2 separate regions of the Mus musculus genome follow, and region 2 is linked to region 1. Evidence: chromatin contacts called from public HiChIP or PLAC-seq data. All regions are on one chromosome and are shown on one strand. The core of a region is the stretch at or near the end of the contact, and the rest is flanking DNA. Distances in the headings are between cores, read along the strand shown.

The links. HiChIP or PLAC-seq counts read pairs in DNA pulled down with a chosen protein or histone mark.
Region 2: an H3K27ac HiChIP or PLAC-seq map of the HPC-7 cell line shows a contact between it and region 1, with 7 times the contacts expected there. The contact joins two enhancer-like sites. A contact is called at or near these places in 4 of 484 Hi-C or Micro-C datasets (embryonic stem cells, muscle stem cells, nephron progenitors and 1 more), 5 of 115 datasets of contacts at active chromatin or transcription factors (the HPC-7 cell line, acute myeloid leukemia, embryonic basal ganglia and 1 more) and 3 of 9 other capture datasets (adipose tissue, liver and pancreatic islet).

Annotation. Positions count from the first base shown.
Region 1 is chr16:94,221,252-94,227,134 of GRCm38.p6, forward strand. All of the region lies in intron 6 of Hlcs (holocarboxylase synthetase (biotin- [propriony-Coenzyme A-carboxylase (ATP-hydrolysing)] ligase)), which reads right to left. Among named protein-coding and RNA genes, the nearest start is that of Hlcs, 66 kb to the right of the region's middle. Within about 2 kb of position 2,225, at least 100 of the 459 cell types and tissues checked have an H3K27ac peak or open chromatin away from gene starts, as enhancers often do. A contact at or near this core is called in the HPC-7 cell line, where this site is marked.
Region 2 is chr16:94,140,475-94,146,357 of GRCm38.p6, forward strand. It overlaps Hlcs (holocarboxylase synthetase (biotin- [propriony-Coenzyme A-carboxylase (ATP-hydrolysing)] ligase)), which reads right to left. Exons shown (of 11, transcript NM_001360045.1): 7 at 875-942. Among named protein-coding and RNA genes, the nearest start is that of Sim2, 58 kb to the left of the region's middle. Within about 2 kb of position 3,452, at least 12 of the 459 cell types and tissues checked have an H3K27ac peak or open chromatin away from gene starts, as enhancers often do. A contact at or near this core is called in the HPC-7 cell line, where this site is marked.

The DNA.
Region 1 (5,883 bases), core at 975-3,474:
TTATATCTTGTTTGGTTCGTTTGAGATGACAAAGCTCCATGGATTGTTTTCAAAAGTGGAGAGGACACTAAACGAAGGAGAGAGGATTAAAAGCTCCAGAAAAGGGAGAAGGCAGAACTTGCATAAGCTTCTACCTCGCACTCTGCACCTCGTTCCAAGCATAAGGACCCTCCCTCATGGGGCCAGGCAGAGCCTAGGTGTTACCTGCTGACCAGCCAAACAAGCTTGGAAGGAACTCTAAGGTCTAAAATGTTAGTAAGACCTCACCTGAGACAGCGTCCTCCCCCTCTGCTGAACTTTCCCCTCCCTCCACCGTCCTGGGCCTCTCAAGCCTCCAGATGGCTCTGTGGGCCGGGGCGGCTCCCAGGGCAGCTGAGTTCTTACTGCAGTGCCACCAACTCCTCTGCAGTCCATGGAGTTACTGACTTAAACAGCCAACCAGTTATTTAACCAGTATTCAGACAGGGCTTCACATATTCCAAGCTGGTCTTGGAATCTACTACACACTTGAAGACAGCCTTGGGTTCCCAATCTTCCAGCCTCTGCCTCCCAAAAGCTGAGATGGCAGGTGGGTACTACCACACTGGGCCATCCCAGCTCCCCCAAAGTCTGGCTGTTTGGCTTGGAAGTGACCCCAGGACACAGTTCCTTCCAGGGGAAGCATTTAAACATTCACCCAGACAACTGCTCCCCACTTCCACCCACGACAGTGGCTACTTAGTATGAGAGGGCCACGGGGCCCACGCAGATTTCCCTGGGTGCCAGAGGGAGTTCTGGCCATCCGTCCCTAGGGCAACCCTGGAGAAGTCGAGAACTTCGCATGACACCGTGTGCTGTGAATAAGACTCTCCCGTGGCATGGAACATCCGCAGGGAAAAGCGAGTTTACCTTCCGACTGAACAGCACCTCCAGGAGGCATAAAGGGCTTAAAGGAGAGAACGTGAGAGCTCAAAATAAAAGAAGTCAGCCAGCAAGGGAGTATCCCAGCCTGAAGGACTTCAGGTACCTTCCTGTCCAGCCTCCATGCAAGCCCTAAGGCTGGGAAAGCCCCTGTGGCTACTTGTATGTAGATTCCTGTATTTACCTCATTTGAGAAGGAGTTTATTACTTAAAAAAATAAGCTCCTTCCCAGCACTCGGGAGGCAGAGGCAGGCGGATTTCTGAGTTCGAGGCCAGCCTGGTCGACAAAGTGAATTCCAGGACAGCCAGGGCTACACAGAGAAACCCTGTCTCGAAAAACAAAAACAAAAAACAAAAACAAAACAAAAAACAAAAAAACAAACAAAATAAGCTCCTAACAGTGGGGGTGGGGCTGTCCCTGACTCTTTTGCCTACTTGTAGGACCCTTTTCCTCCTACTGGCTGCCTTGTCCAGCCTAGACGTAATGATATGTGCTAGGTCTTACTGTAATGACTCTGGTGGGTTGATGTCCCTGGGAGACCTGATCTTTTCTGAGGAGAGGCAGAGGTGGGGAGGAAGAGACGGGGAGGCATGGGGTGGGAGGGAGAACTGTGGTTGGGATGTGATATATGAGAAAAGAATAAAAAGAAAGAATTGCAATATTAGACATTCTTAAGCCACAGATACAGCATAGCCCTCTCACCTTACAAACAAGGAAGCTGGCCCAGACAGGCTGAGAGAGTCACTTTGCACCCCAGGCTGTTAAAAGTAGCCCAAGGTTTCCAGGCTGTTAACATGGCCACCTGCCCCACCAGGCACTTTCGGTTTTGGGTAAACGCTGCACACATACACACACATTCTCCAGCTCCAAACTGTGAAAACTCCATTACCATTCCGGTGACCTCTGGAACCCACAGGCAGGACTAGGCTCCCATCCTCTCTGGACTCTTCCTGCTCCCCATGCCCTTCCCACGGCCTAGGAGAAGCTCCTCTACCAGCCACTGACCTCACCCTTCTCCTTGCTAATTTGAATACTCTTCGGGGAGTGTTAGCATTTTGTCTAAACTGAAAATGATGAATGACTTCTTGTGCAACGCAGAAAGTATGTGGCTTTGGGCTCTCCAAGTGACGGAATACCCTCCATGCAGAAACAGACCTCTCTGTCCCCGAGGTGTGCCCGCGTATAAGAACCTGGTAAGGGGCAGGTGAGAACCATGAAGCTCTTGCTCCAAAACAGGTGTTTTATTTGAAAGAAAAACAAAGGTTGTAAATAAGCCTTAAAACAAACTCAGGAAAGAGGAAGTGAGGAGAGGCGACCTAACAAACAGGGGAAATAGCTGCTTCATTACCCAACACGATATTACAGTTATTTTTTCTTTACACATTTACAGGGTTTTAATACAATGCATTTGTAAACCCACCCACTGCTCAGCCTCTGTCTCCATACTACGTGGACACAGGTGAGTGAGTGGTCACACCTCCGAGAACACACTCGTGAACACGCCATTCTAAACCTGTCTAAACTGTTCCTAATTAGGACTCGTGTTAACCCCTAAACCAACGTTTGAGAAGTTTTTCTTATCACATGTGTCTGACTGCACCAGACCTGTAGACCTACTCACAGCCTCCCCTGGCTGTAGGCTCACAGCCTTCTCGGGGAGTAGTCTTAGGCTCGCCACCCAGTGATGTGTCCACCTAGGACCAGAAGTACAACCGGATCTCATGCTGGTCAGAAATCATGTTAAGCATTAAAGAAAAACTCTAAATATTCCGAGTCTTGCTTTTTCTCAGTTTCCACATCAATGGCTGGCTGTGTGTACTCTCCAAGAAAGGAATGCGATCATCTTGGTTACAGACAAACAGATTAAACGACTGCCGACCAACCTTCCACCTTCACACCACATGCCCTCCCTGCAAAGGGCCGAGCACACAGCTACCTTTCCTAGTGGCATGAACAGGCACCGACGAACCTGACATTTTCACAACTCATGGGAAGTCATGAGATCTGGCCTGGGCCCCAGTAGCCAAACATCCCTGGCTGACTTGCCAGGACATAGCCAGATGTCTAGTGAGCATATCCGGGTTGGCCCAGGTCAGGTCATGGCTCTGTTACTATGGGCTAACTTGTCTGTACCCTATAGACTCCAGATAAAACACTTCCAGCCACCAGAGGGGTTCAGGTCACTTGTAAATGGCAGCCGCCTCTATAGCTTCTTTCTCTAAGATGAGCGTGAGCTACAAGGATGAGGTTTTAACCACGTCCTCCAGATTGATTCCCTTATTGGCTGTTTCTCTTTATTAAAGATTTATTTATTCCATGTGATTACACTGTCGCAGTCTTCAGACACACCAGAAGGTGGCATCGGATCCCATTATAGATGGTTGTGAGCCACCATGTGGTTGCTGGGAATTGAACTCAGGACCTCTGGAAGAGCAGTCAGTGCTCTTAACCTCTGAGCCATCTCTCCAGCCCTTGGCTGTTTCTCTCTCTCTCTTTTTTTTTTTCTTTCTTTTTACTTCTTTCTTTGCTTCATATGAGACAGGCTAGCCTTAAACTCACCATGTAACTGTGATCCTGAACTACCTGCACTGTGGTTACAGGTGTGTGAGGCCACATCAGGTTTATACAGTTCTGATAATTAGGTACAAGCACCTCACCCCACTAACTGGTACCTGTGTCCTGCTGGAGCTCACAAGGTATTAATTGAGTGGCTGAGCTTTAAATAAAACCAAGCAAATGATTACCGAGTATACAACGCACAGAAGGAAGTAGTGTAAAGTTACCCATTTGCTAGGGGCTAACGGTCTAACACACAGCTCTTCAGCTGTGTCTGGAAACACTGAAGCCACACAAAATTTGGCAACAATAAAAGGTCTCTGAATACATGATGAACCCAAGATTAACTCAGAATCAAACACTCAGTGAGCCCAAGGTGTTTCTGTCAGGACTCAGCTTGGTTCACCCTTCAATGTCACAGTGGACATGGTTCTGAACATACAACCCTCTTCGCCATGTGCACGCACACCACCACAGCACAGAACTCCAGTAACTGCAAGAGAGAGAGAGACTGGCCACATCTCGGCTTTGACGCTAGCATATTGTATTTGACATAGCACATTATGAACTGCAGTGGTACATACAGACGTTTCTACTCAGTAGATTAATTATGAAAACCAAGACTTTTTATATTTGCCTGCCATCCTTGTATCTCGGCAAGTATCAAGTTAGAAATTTTTTTAACATATTACATTCACCTATTTGTCACACATGTTTGTGCGGCATCTGGGCACGTGGAAGTTAGAGGACATCATGAAGGAGCCAGTGCTCTCCGCCTGGGATGAGGGCTGCCGGGATCGCATTCAGTCGTCAGACTTGGAAGCCACGTCTGCCACGCACTGAGCCATCTTGGCAGGCCTCGGATTAGTCTATCTTTTGATTGTGTTAGAATGCCTGGTTCGAAACTTTCTATTTGAGTTGAGCTGCATTGGAAAACACTGCTCTGTAAATTTCGACCTGGAATTAGGACAGAACTTCCAGCCATCTCTGAACTGGCCCTGAGCAAACTCTGTCTTTTTGTATTTAAGCAAAACAGTGTTCTCAGCACTGATGACTAGAGAATCAAAGTATCAATCAACTGTGAAAAATATGTCCTACAGTATCAAATACTCAGCCAAAATCTGTCTTTTTTGCAAAACCAAATAAGCCTATTATGATTCTCATTAGTGGGCACGTTTTCTTTTGCATTAAATCAACAGTAAAATTATATGCACACGAAGGAACTGTTTTTAGACAACTTGCTTTATGATTTATTCTTAGTAAGTGCTTAATTCACATTGATATACTTTAATACCTGGGGCTGCACTGAAATCCCCCGTTGGAAAGGGGCCCTGCGTAGAAAAAGTGGGAGCAACCTGATGGAGGATGTGCTGGGCCTATCCATTATCCCAGAACAACACAACCCACAAGATCCGCCTTGGGTGCAGCTACAGAGCCTCGGTGCCGCAGCAAGGCACCCAGGGCAACCACACAGCTTCAGCAAAGACTACCTGAAGGGCTCAGACCTCACCACTGAGAGGATTCAGAAGGCCCAGCTGTGAGCTGAGAAGTTTCAACAGCACTGCCCTAGGCCTTGCTGGGCTGAGCACCTCGCCTCTCCGGAAGACTCCGCTGAGTTGGTTGCGGGTTACCTTCACCAGCACTCTCTGGTACAGTAAAGGCCGGTGTGTGCCAGGTTCAATGGTGCACTTTTCTGTGTGTCTTCACCTTCCCTGACCCGAGCTCATCCCTGCAGTGATGGTGCGAGGAGGCGGGGCCTGTGGGAGGATGAGGTTACACGGTGGGGCTTGAGGATGGGGTCGGTGCTTTGAAGAAGGGGCTCTCACCCACTCCCGCTGTCTGAAGGCAGCTATGTGCAGGGTGGGTCCTCACCAGGACCTGACCCCTGGGGGCATCCTGCTCTCTCCCTTCCAGCAGCAAGGAGGAGCAAAGCTCTGTCCTCATCAGCCTGCCACACCTACAAACTGCCTCCGGTACCAAGATGTGAGAAGCCTGGAAAGCCGACTCCAGTGAAATGTCATCCAAACAGTACATACTATGACCATTAAACTGTCACTGTCACAGTAAGAGGTGAGTCCTGCCTCTGGAACTCTTACAGGTCCCATGCCTGCCACTCAGACGTTTGGATCCCAGCCTCACATAAACGCAGCGCTGGGGAGGTGGAGATGAACGGACCCTGCGGCTCCCGGATCAGGGAGTCTAGATGATCCCACAAACTCCCGGGCTCAGTGAGAGGCCCTGTCTTGAGAAAATGGTGGAGAGCGATTGAGGAAAACAGCGTGACAACCTCTGGCCTCCACGTGTAGACACGCATACCACATACATAACACAGACATACAAACACAACAACAACAACAACAACAACAAAGCTTCGAGAATACTAAAAATGGACGTGGAGATATCTCTGAGAGAAAAGCAGGCCCCTG
Region 2 (5,883 bases), core at 2,202-4,701, 80 kb before region 1:
AACTGAGAGGTACAGGTTAATTAAAAATGCTTCTAGAGTATCATCTTTTAAGAACTCTACCATCTCTGGTGGGAATGGATGGTGTGCATGCGTGGTATTTATCTGTAATTTCAGCACTTGGGAGTCTGCAGCAAGAAGTTTGGGAGCTGAAAGTCAGCCTGAGCTACATAGCTAGACTCCCATAGCTTTTTGCAATATATTTTTCTTCTTTGTCTTATGCTCAAATCAAAGAAGTAGCAGACTCCCATCTCTCTGCTCTGAGCGAGAGCAGATATGGGTGGTCTGGTGCTGGCTGCTGGCTGGCAGGAACATGACCCATGTTCCTGTAAAGCCTCACCCATGCCTCCTACAGACGCTGGTGGGATCTCTGCCCTTGCTGGTCCCACCATGGCTCTGGAACAGCGCAGACTCTCGGTCTGCAAGAGGCAGGTGGTGGAAACCGGCTCTTTTTTTAGCAGGCACAGATCCAGTGCCATTTCGTGGGGGCTGGTGAGCAGGAGGCCTCTGAATGTGATGTAAGCTTACTACAGACTCCAACAGACCCTCACCGAGGACCTTCAGGAGAGTAAATGTCTTAGAACTTCGTTTCCATCACAACCTGCAGGATGTATGGGGAGCGTGGGTTAGCAGGCGTGACAGCCATCAAATGCAAACACTGCGTAGTTAACAAACTGTGGACTGGGAGACTGCCTGTGCTCTACTGAAGTCAATGGGCCTTCTCCTTTTCCCGTGCCCCATTTCAGGGGGCTGTTAAAATGGAAAGATGCTAAACTCGAGTGGTCTCAGGGTTCAGCACACACTGAGCTCTCTGGCCAGGAGACTCGTGGATTTTGGGAAAGGGAAATAACAGCAATGACAACAAACGATGACTGACCTTTGCCCTGGGTCTGCCGAACTGCAATGGCAATTAAGCCCATTTCCTGCGGCATCTCAAACATCAACCTGCAAATGATGGGAAAAACTGGTCAGTTAGAACGGACACGAAGAGGAGGGCCAGCAGCTCGGACAGAACGGGGACAAGTGTGTGCGTTTGCATGGTGGTCAGGAAGGGCCAACGACCTGCGGAGCTGTAGAAAGGAGGGGTGTCGTTTCCCTCACAGCCTTTGGTAGGAACTAGCACAGGGGTGAAGTAAGGGGTGAAGAGCAAGAGAGTGGAGAGGGGCAGGGGTGGAGGGAGGAGAGTGGGGTCAGCCTGGCTGGTGCTTGGCTTGACTGCTAGGAGACAGTTCTTTGGACGATGTTATCAAGTTCTTTCCCTTTACCTCGTATCTACCTTCAAGTGACAACAGTGTCTGACATTTGTTTTTACTTACAGTGCATTTCTGTTTGAACATGCACACGTTTCTGATTACTCCGAAAGCCAGTATGTGGGCAGTAGAGCATTTCAGAGATACCCCATCCCCTGAGAACTAATTACGCTTTAGCTGCAGTAAATAAATCAACACCTTTTGAGAATTCCCAAGAACCCTGGGTCTGTTTGGGCTTCGGGTCTGCTTTTAGAACAGTTTCACCGAAAAGAATGCAAACGCCTCTTTGGGGTTAAGTGGCAAAGCGTAACCGCATGCATCTCTACCTGACTGGCTGATATCTGGGGCAAAGGAAAACGAGCACACGTCCCAGAGCCCTTCACTCCCAGGGTCTCCTCCAAGTCTTGCTCTCTGCATTTTATTTCCATGCTAAGACACTTCTCCATCTTCCCGAAGTTGCTGATTTGGCATCAATCGGATATAGTTCAGAGCAGGAGGTATTAATGGCCAAAGCCAAGCTCTCTCTCTCTCTCCCCCCCCTCTCCCTCCCACTAAATATATCTAAATATATCTATCAATCATCTATCTATCTATATGTGTGTACTTATATATGTGTGTATGCATTTATCTATTGTGAATCTGTCTGTGAATCTATCTATCCATCCATTCATGTATGTATGTACTTATATATGTATGCATGCATCTATGTAGATATCTATATATCTATTTATGCATATCTATATATATGTATGTATGTGACATGTATATGTATGTATCATCTATCAATCTATGTGTACTTATATGTGTGTGCATCTATTATGAATCATCTTTCTGTGAATATCTTTCTTTCTTTTCTTTCTTTCTCTCCCTCCCTCCCTCCCTCCCTCCCTCCCTCCCTCCCTCCCTCCCTCCTTCCCTTCCTTCCATCCATCATCATTTGTGGGAGAACAGGGGTTGAGCAGGGCAGAGGACAAACTGGTATTGTGTATTAACAAGAAGTTACATGTCAGTCTGAAGCGTTCCTCAAGATTCTTGCAAGCAGTGCCCCTTAAAGCAAGCCTGTGCCCTGCGTAGCTCCCCACCCTCTCCTGCAGGCTAAAAGAACCCCTAAGGGAAGGAAACTGCTTAAAAAACACCCCTTCCCACTCCCGCCCGCCCAACACCCGCTGCCTCCTGTATCCCTGAAGTGTGTAGTACTTGCATAGGGGAGGAAGCCTATCATTTCTTTTCGTGCAAAGACTATGTTGGGCAGGGTCTGGCTGGTGCAACCGTGGGTCTTCCTCACAGCTGCAGGAGCAGAACAAGGCATTCAGGAGTAACCCAACCTGTGCCAATACACGTGAAACACATCCTCACAGTATTTCTCTTGGACACTATGAATCACTCCTTGAGGTGGAGTATGCCTGCCCACCCCTGGGTGCCAAGAATAAAATGTCTTTTGCTTGTCCTGGACAAGGGGGAAATTGTAAGAAGGAGTCTCTGTCTTACAGCAGGGTTAACATTGTCATTTAGTGTCTCCTGTTTCCTAGAGGGTCCCATTCCCGAGTCTGGGTTCCCGGGGTAAATGGAGGAGGGGGGAGGGGGATGGGAGGAGGGGGAGGGGGATGGGATTGAGTATTCTGTGAACGGACTGCAGAAGCTCTCAGAATGGTGGGTAATGTACAATGCTCTTTAAACACGTGGACCTTAGATGTTCAAGCGCTACGTACACCCAGCAATGGAAAGGGGTGGGGGCAGGGCCACAGGAACATGAGTGGCTCAGAAACCAAATGCGGACTTTTAGAACAAAGAGGAGTGATTAAGGGAGCGTACACACCAAACTGCTAGGGGTTTGGCAGCACTTAACAGACCATGCTAACGAGCAGAGTGAGTCCATGCTGCTGAGGCCAAGAGGAAACTCTGCAACAGAGACAGGGGAGGAAGGAGCTAATGCCTGTGCGAGACAACTGGAGGCCGCCAGATTTATTTGTGCTATCTGAGATAACTCTGGGGGCCAAGCCGCACAGCTCACGGTCGACAAAGGAGCATTTATGAACTTTGTCAATGCTGCGTTTCTGAAAATGAAGCTGCTGCAGTCTGCTTTAAGTAGAGAAAAAGCAACCGTGGATAGATGCCATCCTTTCTTGATGCCCTTGTACCAAAGGGATGCTGAAGAAAAGCCCTGCTTGTGCTGAGCCTGAAACTTCTGCAGCCCTGTACGGGATCTCTTTGCAGTCCAGATGATCTAATCCCCACACCGAGTGCTCTGATTACAGAGGACAGCACAGGGGTGCTCCGAGCAGACTGGCCAATAGGAAAACTAAAACAGCGAGCAAAAGTTTAATTGAGATGCAGCCCATACTGGTGGGGATCTGGCGCAGCCACGTTCATCAGTTAGAAAAGCAACAGTCTGGGAAAGATCTATTGGAACAGTTAGCTGAGTCACAGTGTGAGGACCCAGAAGGACAACTGGTGATCATTATAACAAGAGCTCTGACACACAGACACACAGCGTACCCTCAGAGGGTACGCTGGCCCCAAAGTGCACACTGAACAGCAAAGTTCAAAGGTAACACATGAATTTATCCAACTTACGGGAACTTAAAAAAAAAAAAAAAAAAGAGGCAGGGGCAGTCGGATCTCAGAGTTCAAGACTAGTCTGGTCTACAGAGCCAGTTCCAGGATAGCCAGGACTATACAGAGAAACCCTGTCTCAACAAATAAATACACACACACACACACACACACACACACAATCTCAACAGATATGTAGATAAACTGTGAAGATGGCAGGGTCAGACAGTAAGAGCCTAATAAATGCACACTGACCACCATAAGCAGACCTTCCCGACACCCATGGATGCCAGCTTTGTCATCTTTTACTACCTTCTGACTCAGTAACTATGTTGCCTGCTTCTAGAACTGAATCCTAAGGAGTACTCTGAGAAGAAAAAGACTTCTGAGTTCTAACTATTTTCTTTTGCTCCCGCTTTCTACTTTGTATTGAGATATAACCTCCAACCTATGAAGTGCACAAATCTTTTTTTTTTTTTTTTAATTTATAAAATGCACATGATTGTTTGTTAAGGCAATGCTATGGTCAGAGATCAGAAGGACTGACCGCCCTGCTAGAACAAACGCATGAGAGAAAGAGTTGAGTGTTTGCCTGTAGTTCTAGTCCTCGGCAGCCTGAGGCATACAAGCAAACAGTGAGTCCTTTTTCGTCTTCATCCCATGCGGCCATCCCTTCTGCCCATGTGATCAGGCTTGGTGGTGATCCCGACTTCACTCCCTCCCACCAATTGTTGTTCCTTTTACATGTTATAAAGTTGTTAGTTAGGGGTGTGTGTGTGTGTGTGTGTGTGTGTGTGTGTGGCTTTGTCTTAGTTACTTTCTACTGCTGTGATAAGACACCAAAGCCAAAGCAACTTAATTGGGGTTTCAGAGGGCTACAGAGTCCATGCTGGCGGAGAGAATCTTTTGAAACCCCAAAGCCCTCTCCCCATGACATATCTCCTCCAATAAACCCACTCCCAACTCTTCCCAAACTGGGGACCAAGTATTCTAATCTACGAGCCTGTGGGGGCATTCTCACGACGCTCTCCCCCACCCTCCGTCCCTTCTAGCTGGACTGCACCTCTATGATAAAAAAACAAGCCAAGCCTCAGTTGTCTCTATTCTCTCATGACCCCCTCTGCACATGGTAGGCACATGCCTGCTTTCTTCATTCTCTCTCTTCCTTAGAGAGAGCTGCCACCTTGGACCTACATCATTCTCTCTGTCTCCCTCCTTCCACTCTCTAATCTCTGGTGTAGGCTGGGCATATTTGGCACATCCATGAGGTCTCCCTCATTCCTGTCTGCTCACTGCTGTGTGGTGCAGAACTCGACACTGATTCATCATTTAGGTGTTCTCAGACCTTGATCACATGTATGGAGACACAGTCAGGGTTGCACCTAAAGTGTCGGAGGTGGGATGGCGGTCAGAGAGCAAGGGCTCGTGTGACTTTGTGAGATATGCCCAGACACTCCTGACCTACTCATGGACCAATTAGAGATGACCTTCATTCCCCCACATCTTCACTGATGGCTTACGACACTTGTGTGTGCATGGGGCATCCAGTTAGGACCTGTGCATTTGTCTTTTGCCCATTTAAGGAGTTCTTATGTGTTTGGGAAATGATCTATGCTATCTATTGCAAATATTTTCTTCTAGTTTGTTATTTATCATTTAATTTGGCTTATAGTCTTCTACTACTCCCTTTTTTTGCCTCTTGTTTTTGCTTCATGGCTAGAGGTTCTAGAGACTCTTTCCCCATCCCTGAGTCATACAGGAATTCACTGGCTTCTTGTGTGTGGATGTGTTCCTGCCCCGGTGAGAGTTCCTTCCTGAGGAGGATAAGACTTTGGTACAGGCCTGGCTTTTTATTTTTCCAATTCCTGACAGTTTGTCTCAGAACTGTTGGTTGGGAAACCTTTTGTTAATAGATGTGCTCCCCACCCTTGCCGTGGAGGTGTGGGACCCCTCCTTCATTTGGTACAGGGTCTAATGTACTCGGGGCTGTCTCTGGAAGGGATTCCTTCTCTGTTGGCGTTGGTCACCATCCCTAACTGTGCTGACGTCACACAGCTTTAGTTACCAAGCACGTCTCAGTACC